Regions from separate parts of the Rattus norvegicus genome. Here region 2 is linked to region 1. The links are chromatin contacts, called in public Hi-C maps. All regions are on one chromosome and are shown on one strand. Each heading gives the region's core, a stretch centred on a gene start, on an enhancer-like site or on the middle of the called end of the contact. The rest is flanking DNA. Distances are from core to core; before and after follow the strand shown. Region 1 has its middle 36 kb from the start of Trnap-agg90. Region 2 has its middle 70 kb from the start of Trnap-agg90.

The links. A called contact is a pair of places that touch in the nucleus more often than the background predicts.
Region 2: a Hi-C map of liver shows a contact between it and region 1, with 4 times the contacts expected there. The contact joins two enhancer-like sites. A contact is called at or near these places in 3 of 12 Hi-C or Micro-C datasets (kidney, liver and mammary epithelial cells).

The regions. Positions count from the first base shown.
Region 1 is chr15:88,524,508-88,529,125 of GRCr8, forward strand. No RefSeq gene overlaps it. Among named protein-coding and RNA genes, the nearest start is that of Trnap-agg90, 36 kb to the left of the region's middle. Within about 2 kb of position 1,979, at least 52 of the 93 cell types and tissues checked have an H3K27ac peak or open chromatin away from gene starts, as enhancers often do. A contact at or near this core is called in liver, where this site is marked.
Region 2 is chr15:88,558,704-88,562,967 of GRCr8, forward strand. No RefSeq gene overlaps it. Among named protein-coding and RNA genes, the nearest start is that of Trnap-agg90, 70 kb to the left of the region's middle. Within about 2 kb of position 3,013, at least 1 of the 93 cell types and tissues checked has an H3K27ac peak or open chromatin away from gene starts, as enhancers often do. A contact at or near this core is called in liver, where this site is marked.

The DNA.
Region 1 (4,618 bases), core at 729-3,228:
GGACAGCTGAAGGTCCAGTGGATTCCAACTTTGTCCCATTGTTGGTTTTATTGTAAACGGTACATTTTAGTGTGTGTTTGCATGGATGCTGCTAGGACAGCCTACCACTGATCAGGAAGTTCAAGATCAGGGTCTTAGCATTTGACCTGCTTGGTGACCTCCTTTCCTACCGTGTCCTCAGGTAGGCAGAAGGACAAGGGACAACTGTCTTTGCCCTTCATGAGGACACGTGATCTCATTCTCCAGGAAGGGAGCTTCATGGCCTAATCACCTTCTAAGGTCCCACCTTTTACTGTTGTCACACGGACAGCATTAGAGGCTGGAATGACACACACAAACCTTAGCATTCCATCTGTGTTCCCCCAAGTTAATCTCTCACATTTTAACAGCACCCATGGTCTTAACCCAACTCATTGTAGCAGCTACTCCAACTCCCCCACATTGGGGTATCATCTGGCTCAGGAAAGGAGGAGAGGCACCATCCATCCTGCAGTGAGTTTCTCTCCAGCAGGTACCTGGGACATCAAACAAGTTGGGACAGATATGGGAAAGATAGGCTTCCAAGCTTGCTAGCCAATCAGGACAGCCAACAGGTAAATTCCAGGTCCAGTGAAAGACTCCATCTTTAACAGAAGGTAGAGAGCCATTTGGGAGATACCTGTTGACCTCTGACTCCCACACACATGTGCACATGCACCCATCAATGGGTACACATAAATATATACATCTGTTGGATTAAGACCGTGGGTGTTGTTAAGATGTGAGAGATTAACTTGGGGGAGCACAGATAGAATACTAAGATTTGTGTGTGTCATTTCAGCCTCTAATGCTGTCCATGCGACAACAGTAAAAGTTGGGACCTTGAGAAGGTGATTAGGGCCATAAAGCTCCCTTCCTGGAGAATGAGAAAGAAGAGAGATGCACAGCCACCATTAGGAAACTCCACGCAGCCTTCTGAAGGCACAGGAGCCTTTTGCTACAGGAAGACTTGTCTTTTTCTACATTGGAAAATGGGACTTAGTAACCAGTTTTACCATTTCCCTACCATGTGACCATCGATAAACCCGTAACACGGATTGGTTTGTTTCCTTATCTTCAAATTCTGTCTCCATATAACATCTTTTCCTTCTTCTCGGACAAGGTCTTGGTTTGTAGCCTAGCATGGTTTGAAATTTGCAGGCTCCCTGCCTCTGACTCCCTTGTGCTGGGATTTGTATGCATGCCATGCACAGGTTAAAAAAAAATTAAGATCTAATAAACTCAAATACTTTGTGCTTTCTGAGCTATCGTTGAATGGAAGTCTTGGTAATTAGTTCTTCTTCATTCTAATTTCTTGATCGCTACAGAGCATCTCATAGAGGCTACCTCGGGTGTCTCTTTCCTTCCTTGGTATGGTGCAGCCGATACTCAGGGGGAAATAATGCCTGGGCGGGTGAGTGGACCGGTTGGGTGGTTTTGGCTGTGGGAATGGACCTTCCACGTAAAGTAGGAAGTTCTGTATTGTTTTAAATTTCTTCCCTACTTGCTGGCAGAGCAGCTCCTCCAGTCAGAGTGCTGCAGTTAGGATTACCCAACACACGGTGTTTGAAGCCTGCTAACTAAGCAGGGTAAAGGTCTGAGGAAAAGAGGGCTTTTTCTAATCAGGTAACGTGAACAGAGTGTGCTGTCTAAGAGCTCCCTAGAAAGGATGTCCGTAGCCACCTCCTTCCCTGACGGGTCTTGGGTTTGCATCTGTGGCAAACTCTGTTGAGTGTTTTTGGTTTTAGTTTTGTTCGAGCGCTGCGGACATGGCGGGCTGGGCTGAGAGTCTGACAGTGAAAGGTACTTGAAAGTCAGGTTGGAACAAAGCACATGCATGCTTCTTGCAGAGGATGTGGGGCTTGTTGACTGGAAACTTGCCTGCCAGAACAAGGTTCTTCTGCGTACACCAGAAACAATCTGCCATTGTCTCCGGGGATAAGATCGTGCCAATGAAACGGAACGCTCCAGCCAAGAGGAGGAGCACTGTGTTAACTGCTTCATCGCTGAAAGGAATTATGGGAAAGGAGAGGCCGAACAAAACTTGGCTCCTTGATTTTTTTTATCTTCACATTTGACATCATACAGAATTGGTACCCAAAGCCCACCACAGGGTAACTTACAGGGGGTGAATGAACGCTCCCCATCCCAGCCGCCTTGCCACTCTGGGCATTTTAATGCTGCCGGGGGGATGGCCTCTGTGACCTCTCTGGCCTCGCTTATGTTGGCCTTGGCTCCAGATGCTATTACCTCAGAGAAACCACCAGGCCGGGACTAGGGGTAAGGCAGTGGAATGTGCATAACTCTCAGGGCAGTTTAAGGGTAGGGAATGAAATGCAATGTCCACAGAGGAAATGGAGAAAACCCCTAAGTGGACTGATTTAGGTTATGGAAGGGTTGTCTTAATTTTGCCTGTGTTCTCCCCTAGTCTCTGATGAGAACCAATAAGGGAGTATTAGTGGAATTGATGTGGTGACCAGACTTCTTCAGTTTGGTTGGCATTGTGACTTGCAGACTCTTGATTCTCCTCTCTTCACCTTTATTGTTACCAAGTCCTTCTGTAAACTTCGTGCTTGTATCCGTAACCCAGTGTTACCTAAAACTTCAAGCACTGTGCCATAGTTCAAGACTTCACATGTGTGAGGAAGGCCTGGCTTTGTGGAAAGAGTTATTAAAGTGTAAGAAGTGCACCTATGGGCCGGCTGTGGTGCTCTATGCCTGGAATCTCAGCGGCTGGGAGGCAGGGCCTAGAGGATCAGGAGTGAGAGTTCATGCTTGAACCTATCCAGCTTCATAGTGAGTTTGAGTCCAGCCTGGGCTATAAAGACCCTGTTTCAATAAACCAAACCAAGCCAAACCAATAAAAGAAGTACAGTTGTGGCCAATTCCACAGAAAGGCCCGGGAAGATGAATTGGTGGGTTCACTGCTTGGCTTCTCTGCGTCGTTTTCTGCTGCACCTCAGCTCGATTAATTTCTCTCTCTCAGATCTTGACTCTTAAGTTTGCGATGGCTTTTATGGTTCTTTTGGGCCATTGGTAGTTCTTGTGTGTTGTTGGCTCTGATTCCCTCCAGCTAGACGTTTTACAGCCAGTAGCTGAATTGGTGTGTTATAAGCATGAAAGTGAAATCCTGCTCTTTTCAGTACCACGCACGGAAATGTCCCACAGTTTGGTAATGGGCTGACCGCATTGAATTCGTGTGGTGAATTTTAACGGGCAACGTGATAGCATCGAGAGGTGAGGAGGCCTCTGGAAGGTGAGTTGGTCGTGAAAGCATAGTGCTCATAATTAATGCGATATCGTAACCCGTTAGTGGGATTAGTGACCATGTAAGAGAGACCCATGGAGATTCTTTGCCCTTCCTGTCACGTGAGGGCACAGAGAGAAGATGAGAATCTGTGCACCAGGAAGTAGGCCCTCACTATGTTGATCTATACTATGCCTTTAAAACCTGAAAATGTCTTTTAAGTCATCTGGTCTTAGGTGTTCTGTTACAAGGGCTAGAAAAGATCGCCTTGTTTGCTTTCTCTTCTGCCCTGTTTAGAACCTTTAGTTTTAACCTTAAGAACGTTGCCTATAGTTGATGAAGTAGGACTCTTCTCCATCAATCATGTGACTCTAACAGACAGCTCGTTCTGCTTGCTTCCTCCGCTGTGATGTTCAACACCAGGACTCTAGAGTAGCTGTGGAATGAATGAACCTTTTACCACACTGCTGGTAAGATATTTCTCTCACCAGGACTCCAGCTGCATTATTCAAGATGTCTGGCAGATGGAGATTTCCTGCCTGAGACGGACAGGACAGACCATTTGCACCTCTCTTGAGGTGAATGGGAAAGAAAGCCAGAGGACAGATCTCTTCCATTTCTTTAGCTGTAAACTGAACATGACAACTCTAGGTGTTGTCACAGTCCTCCCCAGACCCGGTCGGCTGAACATTTGCTGAGGAACCCATCCTCGTTTTTTTTCAGTCCCTTTATTACAGACTTTGCAAAGACAGCGCCACAACTGCATGGCAGTTTCCTCAGCCTCCCCCAGGTCCTGTGTGATAGAGAATCTTTAGTTTGCACACTCAGTTTTGAACACACTTGTTAATTGCCATCAGAGTAAAAACCATCATCTAAATTCTTTTGGTTGAATTAAGCAAGCTTTACTTTCTGTCAGTCAGGTCTACCTCCCAAAAGCAGGTTTTGAGAAAATAGCATCAAACGCAGAAGAGGAGGTTTATGTGAGCCCCCAACTTGCAAGGCAAGGAGGTTTCAAGGGTTTTTGGTTATGTAGGAATTTGGCTGAACATTTCCAAGTTATTTGGCAGAATGTCTTATCTGGGTGGAGGTTACAGTGTATAGGGTTTGGAATGTGTCAAATTCTAGAAAATGGGTCGAGACCTGGCTAAATGAAAGTTTTACAGAAAACAGGAGTGAACATAGTTCTGACCTTCTAACAAGATGGCTTTTAATCTTAAAATAGAGTCAGGCTGGTCCATCAATTTTCCTCAGCAATGTATTAGTATCTCTTAAGGCAGATATAACAAGTTACCACTTAGTGGGTTAAGACAAGGAGATTTAGACGGGAGAGGCAGACCAGTGGTTGCGAGTACA
Region 2 (4,264 bases), core at 1,763-4,262, 35 kb after region 1:
AGAAAGACAAACACACACAGAGACAGAGAGACAGAGAGAGACAGACAGAGAGAGAAGACAGACAAACAGATAGACACACACAGAGAAAGAGAGGGAGGGGGGCTTCTGAAGTAGGCTGGCAGTGACCAGAACTATCTGCCAAAGAAGAGAAGAGCAGAGAACACGGTGAGAATAGGGAGCCGGAACAGAGAGAGTGGCTGGGTCATAAGGAGGATGAGTAGCTGGCTGAGCTTGGAGGGCCAGGAGACTAGTGTGGTGGCTTGGATTTGCATAACAAGTGCTTGTGAGGAGAGACTGAGGGGGCCTGGGGTAGCATGCACCTTGCTAAAACATTAGGCACCACAGGTGTATGTTTATTGGAGAGGTAAGGAAGATGACTCCTTTTGGCTTCCCAAGTTCTCGGAGAACTTTTACTTGCTGGCTTTTACCACAAGACATCCTCCTAGAATACAGCTTAAAGCACCTGTGGACATTTGGAGTGTGAGAAGCTGGAGTTTCCTTTGCACCTGAGAAGTGGGGACCAGTCTCTATGTCACTGATGATGAAAGTAAGTCATTCTGAGTCCCCTGAGTTCTCAAGAGAGTGTTGGTCAAGAGCATCAAGGCAGAGCCCTCCTGTCTGCTCTGTGGCGGCCTCCTCTGGAGCGCATTCCCAATGCTGCCTGAGGTCAGAACTGAGTCCAACTGGGTGTGTCGCGCCCTTAGACTTCCAAAGGTGTCCTTAACACGCCACTCCTTTTTTAAGACTGGCCTGTCTCCGTTAGTTTGTGACGGCCGTGCAAAACGGAATAACAGAAAAAACACAGGCTAATCTGAAGAGATGAAGAGGGAATAATCAGGAGATGAAGGGGTCCGAAAAAAAAAACATTTTCTACCATTGGCTTGAGCATTTTGCAAATAAAAACGACGGGTAAAACTGACTCGGGCCCATACGATATTACGTGCCGATGTATATATCATCACTGCCCTGTGCGTTTCTTTTTCAAGGTAAGAAGCCAAGATCGGAAAAACGTGAACAAGAGCGTTTTACAAACAGGATAAGAGAGAATTAGTCTAAATTGCAGCGATGCTGCTGCGCCCGCTTTCAGATCTTTGGGTCCGCTTCCTGCAGGGTTTTTTCATTTTAACAGAGGATCCAAACTTGAAATTAAAGGGATTAGGCTTTTACTGAGGGGATTTCAGGCTTCGCCCAGCATGTGAGGGTGTTGTCTAGGGGGACGGTGAGACTTTTTTTTAAATCTTCTTAAACCCATGAGGTGGGGGGTGGGGGTGGGGGGGAACGCAGCTGTTTACTCTGATGGGTGGTTAACATTTGTGAGAGGGGGGGGTCTTTAAATTTGTGCTTCAGAAAGGAGAGAAAGAGAAAGAAAGAGAAAGAAAGAAAGAAAGGAAGGAAGGAAGGAAGAACAAAAGAAAGAAAGAAAGAAAGAAAGAAAGAAAGAGAGAAAGAAAGAGAAAAGAAAAACATTCAAAGTTCAAATAGGTAGCTTGCCTCCCGTGACACTTTGAAGTATAACACCTATTTTTGTATAGCCTCTGGTATACATGATAAAAGAGTTCCATTTAAGTGTTTTTCTGCCTTTAAGAAGTTTGCCACAGGAAGGGGTAACTAAGGAGAGCGCAGCTTTGGAGGGGAAGAAGGCAAAGCTCTAGGAAACTGGCCTCCCCTAACCAGCTGGTGGACATTGATTTAGCCACAGAGCTCACACAAGTCTCTCCTTCCACCCCCAGAAAACCTGGCTGTTGTGTGAGGTTGCCCTAAAATTGATTTTCAATGACTTCCTGAGATACTGTAGTGATTGAACAGTCGGACCTCTGTTGGCTAAGGCCCGGTGACAGAGGGAGTACTTGCTTCAGGTACCAAGTAACCAGGGCCATACAGGGACCTGACCATCACTTCCCAGGAAGCGATGGGGAGGAAATTGCTTTTCCTTGAAGCTGCTTTCACTTTGAACAAACGGTAAAGGAAGACAGTTGTCTTTTAGACAGAACTTGATCCTGTTGACTTTATCCATATCCCTGACTGTCCTTGATATTTTTCATTAATACTGTGTCACTGTGACGGTTTATGTCTGCTTGGCCCGGGGAGTGTCACCATTTGGAGGTATGGCTTTGTTGCAGTAGGCATGCCACTGTGAGTGTGGTCTTTAAGACCCTCATCCTGGCTGCCTGGGAGTCAGAATTCTGCTAGCAGCCTTCAGATGAAGATGTAGAACTCTTAGCTCCTCCTGCACCATGTCTGCCTGGATGCTGCCATGTTCCCACCTTGATGATAATGGGCTGAACCTCTGAACCTATAAGCCAGCTTCGACTAAACATTTTGTCTTTATAAGACTTGCCTTGGTCATGGTGTCTGTTCACAGCAGTAAAACCCTAACTAAGACAGTCACTGAGGTAACTCTTGTTTTCCAAAGTGGGGGATTTCTGTGGAAAGGGGCCTGATAGGTAGAAAGGCAAGAGGGAAGAGGTGAAAAGAAAGAGGAAAGGCCATGGAGGGAGGGGAGAGCTAACCTCTAGATGACCAGGAGTATCTGAATGGCAGATTTTGGAATTAGGTTCCTCAAACTGAACCAGTTACATATTCTCACAATGCTTTAATTAAGAGCTACACAGCAGGTCTTAGAATACAGCAGAGCTGGCCATCTTTGAATTTCTCTCTCCAGACTTTGTCTTATTAGCTGCTTTTAATGACAAAAGGCTTTTGCTTAAAGACCCTCACGGGTATAGTGGTATGTGGTTGTGAAATGCGTCCCATAAACTCATGTGAAGACTTTGTCTCCGGTGGCTGACCATGTTTTCTTTGGAAGCTGTGGAGCCTTGAAGATACGAAACCCAGCCATCTGAACCCAGCTTCCATGATTGGACCTTTGCAGGTTATGTTGCCCTTCAATCCACCAGCACATGAGGAAACCTACGTCATACTCTCTGCCATGTTGGCTGGAAACAGTGGTTCAAGAAGAGTTTCTCCCTCTCTGAATTTGCTTCTGTCAATATTTTGTCACAGTACTGAAACGAGGAACTCTTGTGAAACACTGTCCTGTAGGGACAAAAGCCATTGCCACTTTAGTCAGTGGATCCCCTCAACAAAGGCAGCTCTGTTGTTTTCCCTCCCTGAAAGAGGTTTCTGGCCATTGGATCCACACCTGAGACAGCAGCCTTTCCCCCCTGCACCTCTCCCCATGCAGAATGACAATCTGCCCCTACCCATAGTGTCAGAGTACTTGTGTTTATAGGAGGCACAAAGCTAATTAAAGAGCTGAAGAGGTGACAGTACCCTGAATCTATGGAGAAATTGTTGTCCATGCTTAGGTAACTGTTTTGGGGTTACCCATACTCTGTAAATAACCCCTCACCCATGTGTAGGAGTAAGTTCAGTAAAATTGTTGAGTCACTAACCTAGATTTGAGTGGCATGATTACTTTGGTCTGTTGTTGTTACCCTGTGTGGAGTGAATAGACATTTGGTCATGTCTCCCCAGGAAGAGTTCATGCAGCATTAACTACTACATACATTACAGGTGGTACATCGAAAAGATGGTGTATTCATAGGTCGCTCTGATGATATATTCTGAGGAATGATTCATTACGGGGTCTTATTGTTTCATGATTACCAGAGTATAAGTCTACACGCCCCAGGTAGTCACCCTGCTCTGTGGCGTGTACTGCCATATAGGCACACATCATGAATTAGGGCATCAATACATGGCACATAACTGCATTTGATAGGCCCCACATTCTGTTATAATTTTTGGTTGCTTTGCTGACTTACATAAATCTCTCTATTTGCGCTTAATCCAGGTCAGGCCCATGAGTAACTGAATTCCTTTCTTAGGTTTCCTCAGTCATTCTGGATACTTACCAAAAGAGGTTCCACAGCAAGGATCTTCAACTAGGGTGACAATTGTACTGTATGTTGTCTGCCCTGTATTGCTAAAACCCATTTCATGTCGGGTGTTACTGCTGGTCCAAGGTCCCACCTTCCTCTGCCTGCCCATATGGAAAAAATCTCTGGAAGCTAACAACCGACTGAAATATACAAGTGGAGAGGGACCAAGGCACATGTAAGGTAGATCTCTGACCTGTTTTGGTATCCAGTGCCCCAGAAATCAACCAATTATTTAAATAACCTGTCTGGGGAAAGCAGTCTATTCTCTGCAAGTCATGCCTGTGAAAGCTAGACTACTATGTCTAAAAACAAGCTAGAAACCCAAATAGTTATACCGTAACGAGCAGTTTCCCCACTTCTCACACACTTCAATAAGCTCT